Regions from separate parts of the Mus musculus genome. Here region 1 is linked to region 2. The links are chromatin contacts, called in public Hi-C maps. All regions are on one chromosome and are shown on one strand. The core of a region is the stretch at or near the end of the contact, and the rest is flanking DNA. Distances in the headings are between cores, read along the strand shown.

Region 1 (5,825 bases), core at 202-2,701, 170 kb before region 2:
CGTGTCGTGTCTGTTTGTCACCCCACTCCTTCGCCCACCTGCAACCAGAGACCCGTTCCTCGCAGATAGGAGACCCAAAAAAGAGGTCCATCTGTGGCACTCAAGGCCGATCCAGCCTCATCTGGCTTGTTACCTATGCTGTGTACTTCCATGTGACAGGGGCAGAGGCAGAATCTATAACACGTTTTCCTGGCCTGCTCCAGCTGCCTAAGGTCGAGCCCAGCCAGCAGTGTTCCTTGTCTGTCCACTGGAGGCAGGTTTGTCACCATATCCCTGCAAGCCACTGTGAAAAGCCTTGTTTGCTTTTGCCCTAGAGTCCAGCCAGTCCCCTGACCTCTAACCCAGAACTATTTGTTCCAGGCGTTCCTCAGTCTGACATTCTAGTTGAAAACAAAGCCAAAAAAAAAAAAAACCCAAACCAAAAAAACCCAACAAACAAACAAACCTACCATCTTCCAATCATCCCTCTATATTTGGGGGTCAGATGAGCTGGTTACCTTTATGGTCTAGAGGGAATGAGTCAGTTAGCGTTTAAGCAAGAAGCAACATCTGCTGTAGTTCAGAGGCTGGCAGAGCACCAACGGCTGGGAAACTGTAGGAAGCAAGAGACCTGGCCAGAGTTCTTTAGTCCTATGCTGTGTGTCCATGAATGCCTAGGCCAGTTCCTCCTCCAACAGATATTTTGTCTCATGTTAGAAACCTTCTCTGTAGCATCTGGCCAAAACCTAAACCTATTGCTGGCCAGAGTTTTCTGAGACCCACTTCCAGCCTCAGAAATAGTTGAGGCTTGATGTCAGACTTGTCATAGCTGGCTGGGTTTTGCTTCATTTCCTCTTCCTAACAGTTGCTCAGCCAGTCTTTATTTGCATGTGGGCAAAGACTTTGGTAAAGAAAGGAGGAGCCTTGTTAGCTGCCGTCTCACTCATGGCTAAGTCATGAGTAATTCTACTAGCAGAGCTAGTATTTGATACCCCTTACTCCTTTCTGCTTATACAGAAAGGTGAGGGATTATATAGGATTATTTATGAGTTTCTGTTAATTGTAAAATTTAGTACAAATCCAGCAATGAGGGTAGTGATGGTCACTTTTTCTATTTGTTCAGAGATCATGTACAATCTTGTACCCTTTACATAACACATATACACCTTGAATACACATGTGCATATGTGCTTGCCACACCACATTCTATAACAAGGAAAGGACCTCGAGGAATGGTTTGGATAGAGGGTATGTATTTCTGCTAGTGTTCCTGGCAGGCCTTGCAGTCAGGCCTGGCTGCTAGCAGTCTCAAAGCTCACAGAATTCAGAGACCATCCACTCCAGGCTGCTGCTTATCCCACACTATCCAGCAGATGGCGCTGCACGCCGCACTGTCGCACCTGTCTGCCTTGGCTGTCAGGAAGTCAGAGTTACTACTGTGCAGTCAGGAAGTGGGTCTGCTCTCACTGAGCAGCGGTGGCTTACGCAAACCATGACTCATGGGTTTGACGAGGGCCTTTGTCAGAAGCAATGAGATCTGACCGTCACCACCCAATGGAAAGCAAAGTGCCTAGCTGGCCGGAGATCATGGTTGCTCACCGTTGATGCCTGGCTTTTTCAGGCAGCATGAGTTCATGCGGAATTTCAGAACCTGGCTGTGACTGATTCACTTTCTGTAAACGAGGGTCACCATTTCCACTTCCTCCGCTTGGGCTATTATTTGAACTTCGAGGTCAGCAACTGTTCTGGTGCTTACCGGAGGCTTTTGAGTATTTCATAAGTACTATTTCTTTCCTCTTCTTAAAAGTTTACTTTGCGATAAGGTCTCAGTATGTAAGCCTACCTTCTTGGAACTGGCTATGTAGATCAGTCTGACATCCAGTCCACCCGCCTCTGTTTCCTGAGTGCTGGGATTAAAGGCACATCTCACCACCCACTCATCGCAGCAACATTTAGCACAGATCTGAAGTATGAAATTGTTATCTCTCAGCCCTTCAAAAGTGGGTTAGTCTCAAATATCATACTGCTCTGCTTTTGCCTGGAGGGCAGGAGAGTAACCTCCATAGAATGCCTGAAACTTGGATGGTATTAAACTCTATACACACCGTTTTACTATATATATACATATATATCTTATCATATATGTGGCTGTATCTTTTGTAGTTTGTGAAGCCATAGAAAGTTAGTTCAGACTTCTTCTTTTCCTTTTTTTTTTTTTATTTTATTGTTAGAAGATCTTAGCAGCTCCAACATAATTCTTTTATTAGTGGAGACTTTTATCCTGTCTTATACATTTTTTGCTTGTTTGTTTGTTTTGTTTTTCGAGACAGGGTAGACCAGGCTGGCCTTGAACTCGGAAATCCACCTGCCTCTGCTTCCCGAGCGCTGGGATGAAAGGCGTGTGCCACCATGCCCGACTCTGTCTAATACATTTTATAGCTCATCTTTGGTGTACCTGACTTGTACCTGTTGTCTTATACATTGTGGTCTGTAATTGAGTTAGGGTGAATTGAACACAGTCAAGGACTTCATCCTCTGACTAGTGGGTAGTGGCATATACAGTGGATGCAATGGCCTGGATGACTCATACAATAGACTGGACCCTATGGGAAGGATGAGATGGCATCATACTCAGCGCTAAGGGCATGTATACCATCTTACATCATACTCAGCGCTATGGGCATGTATACCATCTCACAACTTAAGAACGGTTTATTTCTAGAATTTTCTATCTCATACTTTGGGAATGTTGTTAAGGCTAACGAAAATAAGACAGTGAATAAAAGGCAGTGGCGATCTAGTGTTTACATGTACATGTATTTGTATAGAAATTCATGTGAAACTTTTGAAAATTCTTGTGGCAGGAAGCCCCAGAGGGGATGGCTTATGGGGACAGTGATGACTGCGCCAGGTGTGTTGATGACTGGAGTCAACCTGTTCTAAAGAGTCTGCCAGAACTGGATTAATGTGCAAAAGACACAAGTTGTAGTTAGACACAGAGAAGCAACAAAGCCAGAAGGGCTCCTAGTGTTGAGGCAATGATCCAGAAGGGGGCTAGGTAGCAGGAGCCAGCCTGTCAGGGGTTACAGCACCTCAGGACTCAGCTTTGGGAGGTAGTGGCTGGGGGTTAGACTCAGGTAGATGTCCTGTGGTTAGTGATTCTCTTCCATGCCTCCCTTTATAGCTCTGTCTCTGTTCCTGAAGTTCCTCTACTTATATTTGAGGGGGAAAAACACCCTCAAGAACTTCCCCAAACTCCATTTCTAATTCTGTTTAACTTTTCTCTCAGGAGTTTTCTGCTCAGCCTACAACCGTTTCCAACTTGTAAAACCCCATATCTCATTTGCCTTCAAACACTCTTTTATAGAAATTGTGTGTGTGTGTGTGTGTGTGTGTGTGTGTGTGAGAGAGAGAGAGAGAGAGAGAGAGAGAGAGAGAGAGAACACATGTGCTCTGCTATACAGTTTTTGGTCCTTTTGTGTTTTCACATAGGAAAAGAATAATCTTTGGGGACAGGAGCCTTCTTTCTTGTGGTCTCTCTTGAGCCTTCTCCTTGGCCTTACAGTGTGGGCTGTGCAGGTACCTTGCTTAGGTCTTTAATGGAGTTGGGTGTGAACTGAGGGCAGGGGTGAATACACACACTGGGCTCACACAGACACAAGAATATGATATCTCATGTGAGCAACCAATCAAGCAAACACATAAGCAAAACACTAACATTTTGTAAAAACAAGCCCAACAGATTTAGCTTTGTCCTACTAAACTCTTCTTTGCCCTGGAGTGCACAAGGAAAATAATGCCCGTGTATATAAGGTATTGCTGTGCATGTGTGCAGTGTTACGAAGAGGTTGGCTCTTCTAACCTTTTCTTCCTCAGTAAAAGGAACATTGGAGTTGAAGAAAATGAGAGAGCGCTGGTTCTCTCTGAGCGTGTGTTGGAATATCCTTTGTATAAGAGGGGGAATGCAGACTAAGGCCCTAACACTATGCTATGACTGTCCCAGACATGGGGCACTGGTGACCAGTGAGGCTGAGGAAGAGAACAGCCATTGTCAGTATACACATACTTCCATGTATATTCATGGTTCATCTGTCAGTTTACGATGCAGCAGTTCTCAACCAGTGGGTTGCAACCCCCAAAAGACCATTGGAAAACACAGCTAATTTACATTATGTTTCATAAAGGGAGCAAAATTATACTTATGAATGAAGTAGCTATGAAAGCAATTTTATGGTTGGCAGTTACCAAATGAGGAACTATTAAGAACCACTGTTTTAAAGGGCTTTTGTTTGAGAAAAAAATACTTATTTTACTTATGTGTTTGTGTCTTCATGTGGATATAGCACACATGAGTTCAGTTGCTTGCAGAGGCCAGAAGAGGGGTTCAGATTTCATTAAGTTGGAATGACAGGCAGTTGTGAAATGCCTGATATGGGTCCTGAGAACTAACTTGGACTCTGGAAGACCAGCAAGTGCTCTTAACCACTGAGCCCTGTGTAACACATCTTAATCTGACTTTGGTAGGTTTCAGTGACTCCAGTGAGCTTGGGTAAATTCCTGAGTGCTTGTATGTGTACCAGCCATGCGCCTTAGGCCACCTTAAATAATGCCTTCAAACTTCTGCCTCCCAAGCCTTTGTAGAGAGACAGGGAATACCGTTTTCAAGTCTAAAATGTGTTTCATTGCCTTTTCTAGAGTCACCAAGGTTAGGTCCCACTTACAAGTCAAGATAGTCTGTGACCACAGTTGGTCTGTGACCACAGTTCCCAGCTCTCAGGTGAGGGTTTTATACCCCTGAACAGTTATTTCCAAAGAATTCCATATTCCTGCAGGTCAGCTAAGAGAAAGGCTAGCAATTGCTTCATGTTCTTAGGCTGATTGAGTTTATGTAATTAGAGGACTGTCAGCCAGACTTTTTGTTATGCACGCCCCTCCCCTTCCTGAGAACTCTTTGCACAATGGAGACTTCCTGTCTACATCTTCACAGTCTAATTCTCTATGGTTGCTCAAGTATTTGTGGCCATGTTTTACTGACTCATGCTCAGATGTCACTGGTAAAAACTGATGACTGTTGAGTGAAAAGTCAGCAAGGAAAGTCCAGAACTTGCCCCCAAGCCTGCCTCACAGGCTCCTGCTGATTCTTCAGAATAAGTTGCCAATTGATTAACTTTCAGAATTCGATAGTCCCACTTGCCATCCTTCCTCATGCTGAAATGGAAAAAGGGTAAAGTCAAATGCAGGTGGCCAGTGGTCGTGTCCAACCTTCCAAAACCCAAGCTTTGAGTGTCTTGTAAGCTTCTGTGTCAGCTGATTTTCTAAAGCCCCTTCTGCTGCAGAGGCTTCACGGGAAATAGCTGAGTCACAGTTGTTCATTCCCTACAGTTACTCTGAAAGGGGATGGGTGGGACGTGAGACCCACAGTAGAAATAAGCTCTTTGATGCTCTACCTTCATGGGGTGAGAGCGCTTTTGAAAAGTCTGGGGCTGATTATAAAGTCAGGAGAGCCCCCTTCCTTTAAGGAAAAGCAAAGGGCAGAAGCACTCACACAGTGTCTCACGCCCTCCAGCCCGATGGTTTATATTGGCCAGCCACTCCCTCCCTCTTTTCTCACAGGTTCTTTGCTGATCTTTTTGGTACACTTTTGTTTCTTAATTTTATTTATTCATTCATTCATTCATTCATTCATTCATTCACTTAAAATCACAGTCACTGCCCTCCTCCCAGTTTCCCCCTCACAGAGTCCTCTGAGAGAGTGGGGCCCCTCCTGGGTATCCCCTGCACCCTGAAGCTTCAAGTCCCTACAGGGTTAGATGCATCATCCCCCATGAGGCTAGATTTCACATACA
Region 2 (5,710 bases), core at 3,187-5,686:
TCTTTAGCAGTGTTCTCCTGTATTTCTTTAAGTTTGTTATTAAAGTCCTTCTTGATGTCCTCTACTAGCATCATGAGACATGATTTTAAATCTGAATCTTGGTTTTCAGGTGTGTTGGGGTATCCAGGACTGGCTGAGGTGGGAGTGCTGGATTCTGATGATGGTGAGTTATCTTGGTTTCTGTTAGTAAGACTCTTATGTTTGCTTTTCGCCATCTGGTAATCTCTGGAGTTAGTTGTTATAGTTGTCTCTTGTTGGAGCTTGTTTCTCCTGTGATTCTGTTAGCCTCTGTCAGCAGACCTGGGAGTCTAGCTCTCTCCTGAGTTTCAGTGGTCAGAATACTCTCTGTAGGCAAGCTCTCCTTTTGCAGGGAAGGTGCACAGTTATCTGGCATTCGGACCTGCCTCCTGGCTGACGATGAAGGCCCGAAACAGGGCCTGTCCCAGGAGCTGTGTTGCTTCTGTAGTCTGCACTCTCACCTGCGCAGACTAGTCTCTGAGGGATCCGGGACCCAAGATGGCTCTCCCAGGAGCTCAGGCAGAGCTTTCCCGGGTGGGGTGGACACCTCTCCTCTGGCAGGGAAGGTGCCTGGATGTCTGGAGCCAGAAACGGTGTCTGTCCCAAAAACTGAGTTGCTTCTGCCTGTCCCAGAAGCTGTGTAGCTTCAGTAGTCCACACTCTTACCTCTGCAGACTAGTCTTTGAGGGATCCTCGACCCAAGATGGCTCCCCCAGGTACTCAGGCAGAGCCCTCCCGGGCAGGGTGGACACCTCTCCTCTGGCAGGGACGGTGTTAGTCTAATTTTTAAGAGGCCTGCATGCTTCCCCTGCTACTGTGTGTTTCTGTTTCTGTGAGCTTAGAAGAGTGACACAGGAAACACATCTTCATATCTGAATGGGAACTGGAACTTGCCTAGGCACTGAAAACTGAAGTTGGACCTTTCCCCTGAGCTCACCTTGATCAGCTGACCTGTGATTTGAAAATAAATAATTATTAACTCTGGTATGGCCTAAGACAGCATTTTGTAACAACTAAGTGACACAATAGGCTCCCACAAACATAATTATAGAAAGGTAGACAGTAAGGTGCTTTGGCATATATCCTGTTCCTCAATCCCATGGTCCATCCAGCATACCACTAGCAAAACTGCTTTCTTTGTTACTTTGATATGTATCTTCTCACAGTTTCTTTATAGCAATGCAAAGCAACATGCATATATAGTGACATATTTATATGTACACATGTAATATGTATGAAGAGTATATAGTCTTTATTCTTGTTTTTTACAAGTTGCTTTATTTAAAATATGTTGGGTATGCTTATAGACTATGGTTGTAGTGGTTTGAATATGTATGGCCTAGATAGACTCATGTGTTTTACTGTTTGGCCTATCGAAAGTGGCACTATTAGGAGGTTTGACCTTGTTCGGATAGGTGTGGCTTTGTTGGAGGAAGTGTGTCACTGGGAGCTAGCTTTGACGTCAAGTCTGTCCAGTGTAACAGTCTCCTCCCACTGCAGGTGGGTTCAGATTTTGAACTCTCAGCTCCTTCAGCACCATGTCTGCATGCATGCCACCATGCTCCCCACCATGACAATAATGGACAAAACCTCTGAAACTGTAAGTCTGCCCCAATTAAATGATTTCCTTTATAAGAGTTGCCATGGTCATGGTGTTTCTTCACAGCAATAAACCCCTAAGATACATATATATCACTATATAGAAAGCATTCTGAGTTTCCTGCAGTTGTGCAATATTATATTAGATAGTGTTATAAAAGAATCCACACACATATTGATGGATAATTGGTTTGTTTTCCATGTTTTGCTATAATTCAATTATGTATAGAGATATATGTAAGAATATTTGCGGAAAATTTTCTGAGGATAAGAAATGTTTACACATCAAATTTTGTTACTACCAAACTGTCCTTTATAAGGAAACAAGGGATTTTTAACTTAGAAGAGATATTGTAAATATCTAAGAGATTTTCCTTTAACATGGAAGGAGGAAAGTAAAAATTTCACACTGAAAACCATTCAACAGACTTTCTAGGACATGATGTGCCTGTCAAATTGCTTTCTAACTAACCACATTTATTTCTACAGGATAATGCTACTCTTAGCTTTGGGTAAAGCTTCTTCAGCTTTTGTCACTGGTGACTTTAGATCCTCCTAACTGCTCAAAAGACAAAGAAGAGATGACTGATGAATGCTCTTTTATAAGTGGCATGGATATATCACTCCCTCCAAGGTTCAGAGAACATTAGAAAGGAAAAGATGGAAAGGGCAATGACAGAAAGAATGGAAAAGTGGAAGGAAGGTGTAGGGAAAGACTTGAAATCCTGACTTGTAACCGTTCACAACTGCTGAGCTCTTGCATTCACAGGGTTACCTGCACACGATTACCTCCATAAGATTGGCCGCATCAAAACACGGTCATGGAGGTTTCATATCTAGATGAAGGTTGGTGGGAGACTTCTTGGTGGTAAAATCACTGATAAGGTGTCCATATTCCTGTAATCCAACCCAGTCAAGCTCTTGTAAACAATACTAATGCAATTCATTAGTTTACACAATGGGGAGTGCATTCATGTGCTAGCATCTTTGCACACACACACACACACACACACACACACACACACACACACACACTCATGAGAGAGTCGGGGAGAAAGAAAAGGGGAGTTAATTTAGAAAAGGTGATTAGCAAGAGTAGGAGGTGTGGAAGAGAAGATTACAAGCTGTAAAACACATGTATAAATGTGGACAAAATATATTTATGTACAAGTACGAAAATGCCACAAACCCATTAGGTATAATTAATACATACTAATAAAACATTAAAAATCTGCAATTATAATTACTGGTTAAAGCATGTTTTTTAAAATGAATGTGTTTTTATTTTTTAGTGGATAACTCATGAAGCAATTAAAAAAATCATCTTGACACTGGAGAGATGTCAACAGTTAAGACTGCTTACTGTTTTTCCAGATATCCTGAGCTTGATTCTTAGCACTCTAGCTGTGAGGCTCACAATTGCCTGGAATTCCAGTTCTAGGGGATTCAATGCCCTCTTTTAGCTTCCATGGCCAATGCACACATCACACACACACACACACACACACATACTACACACACACACACAGAGAGAGAGAGAGAGAGAGAGAGAGAGAGAGAGAGAGAGGGAGAGAGGGAGAGAGGGAGGGAGAGAGAGAGAGCTGTTTTGCTGTTTTAAAATAATCTAATGTTCATTTAGTTCTCTTAACCAGGCTTGGGATGTTGAGCCTGAATGGAGTCCTAGTGTGTGAAGACTTTAGTCCAATATGCAGTGATTTTTGTAGCCCCATGGGATGAACAACAATATGAACTAACCTGTACCCCCAGAGCTCCCAGAGACTAAGCCACCAACCAAAGAATATACATGGTGGGACTCATGGCTCTAGCTGCATATGTAGCAGAGGATGGCCTAGTCAGACATCACTGGGAGGAGAGGCCCTTGGTCCTGTGCAGGCTTGATGTCCCAGTGTAGGGAAATGCCAGGACAGGGAAGTGGGAATGGGTGGGTTGGTGAGCAGGCGAAGGGGGATGGGATAGGGAGTTTTTGGAGGGGAAATAAGAAAAGAAGATAAAATTTGAAATGTAAATACAGAAAAAATCTAATAAAAAAAAGAAATCTCCCATCACTGTGAGTTATGAGCATTAATATGCTGGTTTTACAGAAACTCAAAGAAAGGGTTTGTTTTTTCACTTTGCTCAGACAGTAAGAATGATCATAATAAAGGTAATAAATATTTGTTGAAAATTTACTATTTGGCAAGCTCATTCCTAGGCCCACTTTTTGTGGATCATCTCACTGTCAACAGTTGTTCCTAGCTACTCTTAATATCTTAAAATGTCTTCTTTTTTTCCAAATGAGTAAGGGTTTAAGGAAATTTAAATAAGTTTTCCTGGTTGTTCAGCTAGGAAATGGTAGTGTCAGACACATAGTTCTCAAATTGTTCTTTTGGTCACTTTGAGATGAGTTTGGCTAAATGCTAGTATTCAAGTGTAGTTAATGCTCGAATGTAGTGAAGGTATTTTGAGGACATGACTCAAGTCCATCTTCCGTTGGCATTAGTAAGAGAGGTTATCCTAGTTTATCTTCACTGACTCAATCACTTGAAAGGCCTTTAGGACAGAACTGACAGGAAGAAATGTTCTCTGTGGACTGGATTTCAGCTGCCTGAGGCCTCCAGCCTGCTCTTTCTGCTGACTTCCAATGCCTTTCAGATTTGCTTCATCAGCCCCACATTTTCATACGCTGAGTTTATAAACAAGTCTGACAACACTGAAGTCTTTGTTATTATTTTAGCTTTTGAGTATATCTCAGGCTAGATTGGAACTCATAATCTTTTCCCCAGTCATTGCTGGGACTGTAGGTATGTACCACCACACCCAGATTATAGTGTCTTAGTCAGACATCTCCCACAGGATCCAGCTCTGTGCTTGTGCACTGACTGACACATTTGTCTAAGTTCAAAGCTCAAGCAATAATTAGAATGCTGTACTCATCCCTGTATATAGCAAATTAGGAATTTGAACTCCAGTCCTCTGTGCACATGCTTTGAGTCACGTGTTGCACTTAACATACCATGTGTCATCCTGCTAAATTTTACATTTTGTGCAGCCCAACATGATAAGTACTGTGAAGGACACCAGGATTTAACCTCACTTTCACTGTACTATGCACACACACTGAACACAACCCTATTGTCAAAGTCACTGTCACCTCTCCTTTACACTTAGTCAAATGTGGTCATTCACTTTGTCATGATTTCCTCTCACCTTTCTTTCTTAATGTTTTACTTGTTAGACTTTAAGAATTTAGAACTTACTGTTGCTTATCTTGTCTGTGGTTTGAGATAATCCAGGTAATTTAAACTCCAGTGACAGAGGAAGAGAATGTCTCCAAGGCATCTTTGGAGCTGAACTTAGCTGTTGTAATCAGGACTATAGTCCTTCTAGGGTAGACCTCTGGCAAATATTGGCAAGTCAAGTTCCCCAAATTTGAATTTTCCTAATGAATACAATTGGGCTTAGAGATGTGGCTTGCCACAAATAAATCCTAATTCCAAGGTGAAAATGTTATAGAAGAGCCAATTTGGGGCATCAATTAAAGGATGGATCTCCCAAACAATGCTTTCGGGCTTTCACCATCTTTACTTGTATTTTTCTTCTTAAGTAAAATACAATTAAAAAGAAGATTTCTCAAATCTTACCTCAATTAGTGTCAAAATAAATTCTGTGCTAAAAAACGTAAGAGTGCCTCTCTGGACTTCCTTATAACTTAGAAAGCTCATTTTTAATTGTTAAAATTCCAGTTAATACTTTTATTTACTATGGTCTCAAGTTTCAGGTTCTCAGATATCTTGCTGATACTAAAAACAAATAGCAGTTTGTAAGGCATGTGGATTTATTGCCAAGAGTCAAGAAGGCTTTGTTTTGGAGCACTAGAGAAAAAAAGACTCATTTTATTTTTTTATTATCACTATAAATAATAATTTTATTATTATTATTCAAGTAAAGATAAGGAAAATGATGCAAAACAGTTGGATTCTCATATTAGCATTGATCAGTCAAAGTGGAGACTAGGATTTAATTGTTTTGGACATAGTTAGAGATTGTAAAATCAATTATATTTAAATGGATCAAAATTATATGAGCTTGTAAA

Evidence for each region. Hi-C and Micro-C count contacts between places; a contact is called where the count stands out from the background.
Region 1: a contact with region 2 is called in a Hi-C map of liver, with 3 times the contacts expected there. The contact joins two enhancer-like sites. A contact is called at or near these places in 2 of 39 promoter capture datasets (liver and stem cell-derived epiblast-like cells), 8 of 484 Hi-C or Micro-C datasets (embryonic stem cells, group 2 innate lymphoid cells, liver and 2 more), 1 of 115 datasets of contacts at active chromatin or transcription factors (embryonic stem cells) and 1 of 9 other capture datasets (embryonic stem cells).

The regions. Positions count from the first base shown.
Region 1 is chr13:75,793,572-75,799,396 of GRCm38.p6, reverse strand. No RefSeq gene overlaps it. Among named protein-coding and RNA genes, the nearest start is that of Glrx, 43 kb to the left of the region's middle. Within about 2 kb of position 1,451, at least 284 of the 459 cell types and tissues checked have an H3K27ac peak or open chromatin away from gene starts, as enhancers often do. A contact at or near this core is called in liver, where this site is marked.
Region 2 is chr13:75,626,512-75,632,221 of GRCm38.p6, reverse strand. No RefSeq gene overlaps it. Among named protein-coding and RNA genes, the nearest start is that of Mir682, 16 kb to the left of the region's middle. Within about 2 kb of position 4,436, at least 10 of the 459 cell types and tissues checked have an H3K27ac peak or open chromatin away from gene starts, as enhancers often do. A contact at or near this core is called in liver, where this site is marked.